Linked DNA regions of Sus scrofa: region 1 is linked to region 2. A link is a contact called in public Hi-C data. All regions are on one chromosome and are shown on one strand. The core of a region is the stretch at or near the end of the contact, and the rest is flanking DNA. Distances in the headings are between cores, read along the strand shown. Region 1 overlaps LOC110261623 (a long non-coding RNA gene). Region 2 overlaps RAD51B (DNA repair protein RAD51 homolog 2).

Region 1 (5,549 bases), core at 2,074-4,573, 390 kb before region 2:
GTGCAAACACTCATACTCATATGCTCACATTCACACACTCACATTCATATGCACACACATACCCACATACTCACACCCATCTCTTGCCTCCTGGTACCATCTACCCACCTTGCCCAGCAGAGTGGACACTGGGGAGAGGTGTTCCATAGCGGGCCTAAGCCCATCCCGAGCAGCCAGCTGGGCTAGCCTCGCTCTAAGTTGCTATCCCAGCCGCCTACTTTTTCCTTACCTCTAACTGAGAAGGCAGGGAGGGGAGCTGCAGGGGAGGGTTTGCACAAAGCCACACAGTGGGATTGTCTCAGCTTCCAGCTGAGATGGGGGACCATGAAGAATGGCGGGATGCACAGCCAAAGGGGCTTCTTGGAGCCCAAGAAGGTTTGGGGAAGCTTGTTTAAAGGAACCAGACACCCTGAAGAAAAGAATTTGCAGGCAAGTCTCAAAGCAGGCCGGTCACGGAGTTGGCAGCCGCTCAAGGCCGCGGTGGAGTCAGGGGCCTTTCCATCAGGCCTGATTACAACCACTCACGAGCCTGGCCAACTGCAGGCATTAAGTGCCAAGTACCTCCAGGGGTCCAAACCACCCACAGAAACTGCCCTTTTTACACCACATCCTGGTGGGGTGGGGCTGGGGGGGGCGTCGTCCTTCCATCACAAATGGACAGACTGAGGCTCAGAGCCACCTGACTGCCAGGCGCTGCTGGGGACAAAACTAGAAGCTCAGTTCCTTAACCCAGTTCCTAAAAGTTGGGTTCTTTCCACCAGATGCCTCCCATGAGCCTGGTCTAAAGGCAGGCGAGGAAGGAGGATTAATGTAAACACTCCCTGATGTAAATGTATTTCCAAGGGCTCATCTTCCCCTGCTGGGCAGGCGCGGTGCAAACTCCAGAGTGTTTCCAGGATAGAAAAAGGCCTTAATGGACGCAGATGGATCTCATCTACTCTGAAGCATGGGAGTCACATCCAACCCTAATCTCTCTCTTTGTCCCCCGTTCACTGTGTCTGAGTCCTGCATGTTGTCCCAGAAACGTCTCCCAAACCCTGCCTCTTCCTTCCCTTCCCAAGCACTGCTGCCTCAATGCAAGCTCACATCATCTCTTCCTGAACCATTACCAAACTTCTCCCCCTCACCATCCCACCGTGCCAAAAAAGCATCTGTTCATGATGCTGCCCAGCTTAAATACCTCCTTGTTTTCCCTTATCCCCAGGATCAGTGCAAGACTCTTAGCCACACAAGGCTCTTTCTAAGCTGCAGCCAGCCCCAATTCATCTCCCGTGCCTACTCAGACACCTGCCATGGCCAGGTACCTCCCAACTGTTCTCTGATGCCCCTGTGCCTTTGCACATGCCATGCCCTCTGTCTAGGCTGTGCTTCCCCTAACACTGTCTCTACCCAGAAAACTTGTATCCATCCTTTAGAACTCAGCTCAGATGCTCTCTAACTCCATGCACAGTCCCGTATTCATGCCTCTGTTGTAAGACTTCTTTGAACTGTAACCATCAATTATATATTTGTCTATCCTCCAGGGACAATTGCCTCCAGGGGACACTTAGCAATGTCTGGAGATATGGCTGACCGTCACAACTCTGGGGAGGTAAGCTACTGGCAACCACTGGGTAGAGGCCAGAGATGCTGCTAAATACCCTACAAGGCAGTGGACAGCCCCACAACAAAGGGTCAACCAGCCCCAAATGTTGATGGTATGGAGGTTGAGATGCTCTGTACCAGGACGTGTGTCTCTCGAGGTGAATTCTTTTTTTTTGGGGGGGGGGTCTTTTATCTTTTTAAGGCCCACACCCGCAGCATAAGGAGGTTCCCAGTCTAGGGGTCTAATTGGAGCTGTAGCTGCTGGTCTACACCACGGCCATAGTAACACAGGATCTAAGCCGCATCTGTGACCTACACCACAGCTCAAGGCAACGCCAGATCCTTAACCCACTGAGCAAGGCCTGGGATCAAACCCACATCCCCATGGATACCAGTCAGGTTCATTAACCACTGAGCCACGATAGGAACTCCCTCTTGAGGTGAATTCTTATTTGTATCTTTTTATCTGCAGTGCTTGGCCTAAAGAAGTGTCTGATAACTATTTTTTGAAAAAAATAAATGAACAGACTAATACTTTTATATACTCTCCATCTGTAGCACGTGGGTCACTTTGAGACTGACAATTAGATTTTAAGAAAGTTGACTAGGGATTTCCTGTTGTGACTCAGCAGGTTAAGAATCTGACTAGTATCCATGAGGAGGCAGGTTCGATCCCTGACTTCACAGTGGGTTAAGAATCCCACATAGCTGTTGCTGTGGTGTAGGCTGGCAGCTGCAGCTCCTATTCAACCCCTAGCCTGAGAACTTCCATATGCTGCAGGTGCAGCCCTCAAAAGCAAAAAAAGAAAAAAAAAAAAAAGAGAGAGAGAGAGAAAGAAAGAAAGAAAAGAAAAAAGTTGACTAATAGTGAGTAAGGTTATTGAAAATGATGAAATAAAATATGTACTTGAATCAAAATTTGTTTCACTGCAGGAAAGGACCGATATTATACCATTGGAGTGGATGTCAGGTTGGGCATGAACACACATCTCCACAGTAGCACCTCTTTTTGATTAGACAGAGGCGTGGGATGGAGCAGTATCGAGTGAATTCCTCCAATACACGCATAGAGCAGGAGTCAACCCTTATTAGGGCAGAGGACTCAAGGCCCAGCTTCACAGCCTACCCGGCTATGGCCTACTTGGAGATGGTACAGACAGAACCTGTGCAAATGATTAAAGCTCTGGATGCCTAGGCCTGATGAAGAAAGGCAAAGGAATGGACATTGTTTAACCTCAAGCAAATGATGGCTGAAGCAAGTCCTAATGGCTATGTTTCAGTACCACAGGTGATTTCTAAATGGAGGAAGTGACCAGCCACTCTTTGGCACCCAGGACCCAAGAAAATGAAGCCCATGGGGGTGAAGGGAAGGATGGGGGTTCAGTGGCTCCCAGGATGGAGCAAGTAAATGAAGGGATGACAAGAACTCATAGGAGCTCATTGCTGAGGGGCCTAGAGGTCCCTGTTTCTTCCCTCTTCCTTTGGTTCTATTTCTGCTCCCCTGCTGGCCCTGTCGGAGAGCTAGGGACAGGGCAGTCCAAGGTTCAGGCCTTGCTTCTAGAACTTTCCTTTGAACTGGAAAAGCAGGAAAGACAAGAGGAGCCTGGGAGGCAGAGGGCAGGAGTATCGGGGAGGAAAAAAAGGCGAGAAAGAAGGAGAAAGGAAAGCAAGAGCGAGGCGGCCTCTGGAGAGACATCAGGAAAATGTCAAGGTCTCAGCATCTGGAAAACAGACCAGGGGCTATATTTAGACTGCCATGACTTGCAATAATTTGTGCGAGGGGGGGAAAAGGAAAATGCGAAGTTGGCGGGGAGGGAATGAGTTATAAGCAAAGAGGGGCTTGATGGGGAGAGCAGTGCCCAAAGCCTCAGTGCGTGGCCCTTAGGAAAGGGCATCTCAACGGTGTGGATTGTCCTGTGTGAGCCATGGTGTTTACAGAGCCGAATCCAGCTCATGCCCTTGTCCCCTGATGGGTCCTGTGCTCCCCACTGATAACATGGGTGCATTCCCGGATGTGCCAGGGGACCCTAGGCCATGGCACCGAGATGTGTCAATGAGGAGGCAGGGGGTTTTCTGGAGAGTGAGGGCCAACGCAGGGGCTCTGCATGGGGGCTCAGAGCTACATGAGCAGCCCTCTGTAAATCCTAGGAATTTGTATATATTGCTGAGGCCTTTCTCCAGCTGGATTATAAATAGAGGATTAGTTCAAAGGCAGGCAGCCTTTTAAAGAGATGGTGCCAAACGGAGCCTGCAAACCAAATACAGTAAAACCTCCTTAAGCCCCTGCTGCTTTATCTGAAATAGCATATACGTCAAAGTAACATCATTTCCCTGGGTGATGAGGTGCCCTACAGTCCTTTAGGAAAAAGTCTAGAGGGTTCAAATGGAACTATAGTAAAACCTCAGTTATCTAGAAAGCACTGTATCATTCTGGATAGTGGAGATTTCCAGCAGGCTAAAGGTTTGCCGTTTGCGACATCACTTTTTTTTTTTTGGTCTTTTTAGGGTCACACCTGTGGTATAGGGAAGTTCCCAGGTTAGGGGTCGAATTAGAGCTGCAGCTGCCAACCTATGGCCACAGCCACAGCAACTCGGGATCTGAGCCACATCTGCATCACAGCTCACAGCAATGCCGGATCCTTTAACCCACTGAGTGAGGCCAGGGATCGAACCCGCATCCTCATGAATCCTAGCTGGATTCTTAACCCGCTGAGCCACAATGGGAGCTCCCAGCAACATCACATTTAAAATGCAATAATTTTTGATGGCAATCTTTCTAGAAAACAGTCGCATACTTCCCAGGGTTTAAGATAGAAGATACTGATTTTAATTGAACATTGTGGTTCTGTTTAGAGTAATTTTTATAAACTTTAGGCCCTGTGCTGCTTTTCCAGTAGGTCCCAAACCTTTGCGATATGTGTGGCCCTATCACGGTGCTTTTGGGAGAGGTTCCTGGGTTTTCTTTTTATCAGGGAGCGTATCACTTTACCTGTAGTGACCTCATGGCCTAACTTCTTTTAGCCTGTTCTGGGTTAAGAAACCAGACATGCAAACTCGTTAAAATTCTGTGTAAACAAAAAGTAAATAGAATAGGAGTGAGGAATTCAGCCTTTTCTATTCCTACGGGATTCAGTCTTTCTGAGAGGGTAAGAGTTCATCTAGTCCTCTGGGGACAGTTGCTTTGAATTATATGCTGCTTTAAATAAACCAATATGCGCCTATGCAGATAATTCTGGCCACTTAGATGTCACTTGGCTCATCTCCAGATTCTGGTCTGATTTTAGATAGTGAGGTGTCTGGGTAGTTGTGTTTTGGGTAGATGAAGCCTTACTCTCCTTTGAACCCTATGTTCTCAAGGCCCTTGCATTTGAGGTTGGGTTTTTTGCCTGCATCTACATGAGGCTGGTAGTGTGATTAAAGCCAGCACAGAAGAAAAGGCCATGAACCCACTTGTTCATGAATGTCTTATTTTCTATGTGCTGGAAGAGGATGGGGGTTTCTGGGCAGGATGCTGAGCAGAAGAGCCACATGTAACAAAGAATGGGAGGATAGTGACTCAGAGGAATTGAGTTGGGTATTGGTTCTGGGTAGAAACTGGATATTCAGAATAGATGCAAACAGGCCAAGCCAACCAGGGAAGTCCTTAAAGTCCTTGGATGGTTTCTGGTATCTTCTGGTTACCGCTTAATCCGAAGATACCGGAAAGTCTTCAAATAGCTAATCTCCCATCAGCCAAGCTTGATGGTGAAATTAGGCTCCACCAGGGGTAGTGACCTTCTATTCTTCCAGGCCAACAGGCCAAAGGAGACTCTCAGAGGCCCTGTGGGTCAGGCTACCACCTCCAGGGAGCCCTGTGTCAAAGCACCTTGAGGCAGGAGGAGTCCCAGATAATTTCAAAGACTGTCCTGAGTGGTGCGATTACATTTTTCTTCCGTAGAAGAGCTCAGGATCAGACTTATTTTATT
Region 2 (5,233 bases), core at 1,838-4,337:
GGCCACTCCCACAGTATATAGAGGTTCCCAGGCTAGGGGTCGAATCAGAGCTGTAGCCGCCGGCCTACACCACAGCCACAGCCATGCAGGATCTGAGCTACATCTGCGACCTACACCACAGTTCATGGCAACACCGGATCCTTAACCCACTGAGCGAGGACAGGGATAGAACCCGCAAACTCATGGTTCCTAGTCGGATTCGTTAACCACTGAGCCATGATGGGAACTCCAAGGATTTTTTTTTTTTTTTAATTCACTCTAAAACTTGCCATTGGGTTGGCTGAAGCTCTGTTGGATCTGTATCACAGATCAGTTCCTCCCTCTCCTCAATCCTGCCCCTTTCCCTTCCTTTAACAAGTGCTGATTCCCTACAACATCTTACACCCCCAAAGTCTATGGCAGTGTCTGCTTTTACAGAACCCAACCCGAGACAGCTGCTCAAAAATTCATCCATTCATTCAACACACAACACATATTTACTAAGGACCTATTATGTGCAAGTCCTGTTCTAGATACCAGGGATTTGGAGGTAAGTAAATCTCTACTCTTGCTGGGCTTCAGTTCTTCAGTTCATAAATACATGAACAAGTGAACATGTGATCAGTTCAGACAGCGATAAATATCCAGAAGAAAATAAAACAGGGTGATTGAGTGCATGGAGGGGGTGGGAAAGAGGACTGCTACATGAGCTGGGGAGTTGAGGGGAGTCTCTCCAGAAGAAGACTTTCTAGCCAAGACTTGAGTGATGAGACACACCAGTGAAGGTGATGAGACACACCAGTGAAGGTCAGGGTGAGAGCATTCTAGGCAGGTGTTTGGACTGCTGCAGGTGCAGGGGTCCTGAGGCAGAAACAAGTCTAGCACACTGAAGCGACAGCAGGAAGGCTGGTGCGGTAGAAGTTCAGTGTTATAAAGTCGGCGGAGAAGATGTGGACCCGTCCACAGTCTTCATCCCTGGACGCTTACTAACTCAAAAGATAGAACTGTCATATTTATCCGGTTAAGAGCACAGGTTTGGGGGCACACAACCTGGGTTCAAATCCTGGCTCTACTCATGACTAGCTGGGTGACCTTGAGCAAGTTACTAACCTCTCTGACCTACAGCTTACATGATAATGCACTGAAAACATCTTTCTCACTAAGGTTATCATGAGTATTAAGTGAGGTAATCTGAAGAGTGCTTATGTAGCACAGTGCCTAGCACCCAGGATGGGCTCCGTAAATTGCAGCTATTATTATTATTATTTTTAACCCCAGCAATTAGCACAGTTTCTAACATTCACCAGATACTCAGAAAGTATATATTAATGAAGTAAGGCCAAACCCTGATTGCATGTATACTCTGCTTTCCTCTTCCTCTGAACAGCAGAGGAAACTATCAAATTCGAACTGATAGGACAAAATTGTGACAAAGGGAGCTTCACCAGTTCAACAAAGACTTATTAAGTCCTAACATAAGAAGCACTGGACTTCCTACCTCCATGGGGCTTACAACTGAGAAGGGGAAACAAAAATGCTAAGATCTTCATTCTCCAGGCCACACATGACAAGTGCCATCCAAGCACAGATTATCCAGGGTTCAGAGTTTGGAGGCCACACCCAATCGCTCCCTAGTTAGGGTGGCTATGGAGGGTATCTTGAAGGGTGATGGGATTTTTGATGAGCAAAGATGAGAAAAGGAACTCATCCTAGGCAAACAGGATGGACTAAGCCAAGCGTAACATGAAGAAAGCAAATACCTCTTTAGGGAAGGATGCCTAGTCCAGACTGGCTGGGGGATGGGGGCTTATGCTGGGGACTAATAAGAGATGGGTCTGGAAAAGGCAGTGTGGACTAGTCTGGAAGGTCCTCAGATGCCAAGGTCCGGTGGGGGGAAGGGAAGCAGAGACGCTTCAGAGGCCAGGTATGGCCAGGCTGAGACAAAACTGACGGCCGGCTGTGTACAGGGTGGAACCCAAGCAGGGGGAGCCTGGGACCAGGGCAGACACCATCAAGTCACTTAATCCTGATAATAAGCCAACGAGCGAGCGTTGTCAGAAAGGGAGATGGAGGCAGTGTGTGCCCAAGGTCGTGCAGCTCGGAAGTTTTGGGAGTGGGGTCCAAATTCAGTCAATCGGACTCCAGAATTCATGAGGACAGAGAACTGAGTAGGTGACTCATGCAATGGTCTTTTGAATGGCAGGGGGAAAAAAAACACTTGGGCTGGCCTGCCTGGGGTGGGGTAGGGGAAGTGCAGGCAGAATTATAAGCTTTTTAAAAATAAAATCTGAGAACAAAAAGAGTTTAAGAGGAACTTATATTTATATGATTGAGCCAAAATGATGAAATGAAACAGTTTATTATGACATCATGACAGACAATTTAAAAAGAGCATAAACATGTTTTTCTCACAACAAAGGAAGAAAAGAGCTTTAAAAAAAAAAAAAAAGAGAAAAAGGAGGCCGTTTAATGCTAAGTTCGATCCTGAATAGCAGCTTACACTGAAGAATGTGCAATTTGGGTTTGTTAATGTACCAGAGCCACATTTTAAAAGAAAAGATGGCATAGAATAGGTCCTGGTGGGTACTGGAGTTAAAGCCATAATCACGTACAAAGAGCTACTGGCCAACACAACCAATGACAAACAGGCAAAGACAGCACGCTCAGCAGAAATGCTTTTCTCAGCAGACGAGTCACAGACGAACTGGGCTTTACACTTTAGTTCCATGAGACAATATATACAAAGCAACCAGCACAGTGCCTGAGGCCAAGCAGATGCTAGTTCTTTTCCTTTTCCTGCTCAGCTTCCCATCCTAGCCGACAAAAAAGATAAAGGAACCTTTCTTCCTCTAACAGCTTAAGTTGGAGAAATATAAAGTAGTTCTAGAAGTCTGCAGAAAGGAAAACATCGAGGCAAGTTTCTGTGGGTTTGAGTCGGGAGTTCCGGCATCACCTACGAGGGAGCTGGGATGGGGATGGGAACAGAGCCTGTTTCCTTGAGAAGAAAACGAAGCAGGGATATGAACGAATGCCAGGCCCCGTGCAAACAAGAGGCCGTTTGTACTCCGGACACTTTATCTTTACTCAACCAGTGACTCACCAGAAGGAACAAGTTTCCCTGCTTTAGTTAGAGAATAATCACCTTTTATCACCATATTCCTTCCTAGCACTGGATGAGTAAAGCACTTCTAGGGGAAGATTAGGTAAGTGAAAAGCATTGACTGTACCTGTGCTGGAGGAAGAGGCCACTGGATACGCCCATGAGCCTTCAGTCACCAAAGAAAGGCTTACGGTGCCTACCACCATCTTTTTTCTCTCCGTTCTCCCTGACAGGACAGGCCCCAGAAGTTCCTGTTTATTGTCTGTCCTTCCCTAAAGAGCTTGTGTATGGAAGTGCGGAGGTGAGGCTCTTAAAGGCTTCCAGATCCTGGGGTGAAAGGTGCTGTTTTAAGTCATCCCACTCATTACAGACGGAATAGGCCTGTGCTGTGGCTCTCAAGATACACAGGGGGGTCTGTTCTGAGATGAAGGAAGCTAAAGATCCGAGGCCGTCTTTATTATTGCAGCTATAACACCCCGGGTAATAAGGGTGCCCTATAAACACCGCTGCTGCTGATAAAGAGGGGCTGGGGGCTCCTGGACAATTTCAGTGTCACCCTTGGAGAAAAGATTTCTTGGCTCTACATGCCTATGCGGATGTGCTCATGGTCAGACTTGGGCCTTCTAGCTGGACCAGGTAAAGACTGAACCGTTGTGGACCAGAACAATGTGGCTAAAGAAGCCTTTTCACATCCAACCTAGGTTCTCTCACTTTGTTACTCAGATATTGCATGACGCTTGGGTGGCCACATTTTCTTAAGTAAAAACCTCGTCAGTATGTTTAAGGCCAAAATGGGAGAGGGAGCTTTGAAATGAGATTGTTGAAATATCTGACAGTTATATCAGATAACGCTGGGCAGAGAGGCCATGTGAAGTTCTCGGGACTGGTGATGATACAAAGGGGGCTCCAGAGTCTTAGAACTGCGTCAGTACCACTGGGGTGAGCTGATGGGACGGGTGGGTGGAGGTGAAAAAGAGAGGGAGAAGGGAGAAGGCAGTGAACAAAAGAAGAGAGTGATGAGTTGAAGAAAGAAAACACACCAAAGCCAGGCACCAGAGTCCTAGGACTTAGTGCAAAAAACAAAAACAAAACAAACAAACAAACAAAAGGAGTGGGAGGAGAAAGGACCGTGGAGAAGTACAGCTTCTTGGGGAAAGGGGGAACCCAAATCTGGAATAGGACCACTGCTTCTTCCCTTGGAAAGTCAGTGTCTTTGTCCCTTAGGGCTGCTTTAATGAAGTCCATCAACTAGGTGGCTTGTAACAGAAATGTATTTCTCAGAGTTCTGGAGGCTGGGAAGTCCAAGATCAGGTGCTAGTGTGGTCAGGGTCTGGTGAAGATCCTTTTCTCGTTGCATCCTCACCTGGTGGAAGGGGCAAGAGCTCTCTCTGGAGCCTCCTTGCCACAGGCACTAAACCCATCCATGCGAGCTCCACAGACCCTGATAATCCAGGGAAATGCTGCCATCTGTGATGTGGTCTGACTACGAGGATTGAGCCCAAGCTGAGAGTTCCAGTGATGAGGAAGGGTTCGCATGATCTATCAGCGACGTTTCCTTGTAAAAATTAATAAATCCTATTTTGTAAAAAGATTTAAAAAAAAAATCAAACCCACAATGAACTACCACCTCACAGCACCTGGGATGGCTATAAGATGGACAATAAAAAGTGCTGGTGAAGAGGTGGAGAAACTGAGGCCCTTAAACATGGATGGTAGAATGTAACATGGAAAACACTAGAAAACAATGTGGCAGTTCCTCAAAAAGTCAAAATATAGACTTCACCTAAGACCCAACGTTGCTCCTCCTATGCAGATTCGCAAGAGAAATGAAAGCATATATGCCCTTGCAAAAACTTGTATACAAATGTTCATTAGCACCATCATTTATGACTGCTAAAAAGTAGAACCAATGCAAAGCCACAGAGACAGACAGTAGATCAGTGATTGCTTGGGGCAGGGGAAGGAATAGGCAGTGACTGCCAATGGGTATTGAATTTCTTTGGGGAATGCAAAAGTTCTAAAATTTGATAGCGGCAATAGTTGCACAATCTTAAGACAAAAACATACTTCATTATACAACTTTAAATGGGTAAACCTCATGGTGAGTGAATTATATCTCAACAAAAATGCTAAAAATGTTTTCACAATATCATG

The links. A called contact is a pair of places that touch in the nucleus more often than the background predicts.
Region 1: a contact with region 2 is called in a Hi-C map of omental adipose tissue, with 1.7 times the contacts expected there. The contact joins two enhancer-like sites. A contact is called at or near these places in 7 of 47 Hi-C or Micro-C datasets (alveolar macrophages, embryonic fibroblasts, fetal skeletal muscle and 4 more) and 2 of 2 datasets of contacts at active chromatin or transcription factors (alveolar macrophages and skeletal muscle).

Annotation. Positions count from the first base shown.
Region 1 is chr7:92,344,330-92,349,878 of Sscrofa11.1, reverse strand. LOC110261623 (a long non-coding RNA gene) reads left to right here. Exons shown (of 3, transcript XR_002345986.1): 1 at 1-1,300; 2 at 1,524-1,591; 3 at 2,518-4,125. Among named protein-coding and RNA genes, the nearest start is that of ZFP36L1, 150 kb to the left of the region's middle. Within about 2 kb of position 3,323, at least 14 of the 83 cell types and tissues checked have an H3K27ac peak or open chromatin away from gene starts, as enhancers often do. A contact at or near this core is called in omental adipose tissue, where this site is marked.
Region 2 is chr7:91,949,620-91,954,852 of Sscrofa11.1, reverse strand. All of the region lies in intron 8 of RAD51B (DNA repair protein RAD51 homolog 2), which reads right to left. Among named protein-coding and RNA genes, the nearest start is that of RAD51B, 360 kb to the right of the region's middle. Within about 2 kb of position 3,087, at least 25 of the 83 cell types and tissues checked have an H3K27ac peak or open chromatin away from gene starts, as enhancers often do. A contact at or near this core is called in omental adipose tissue, where this site is marked.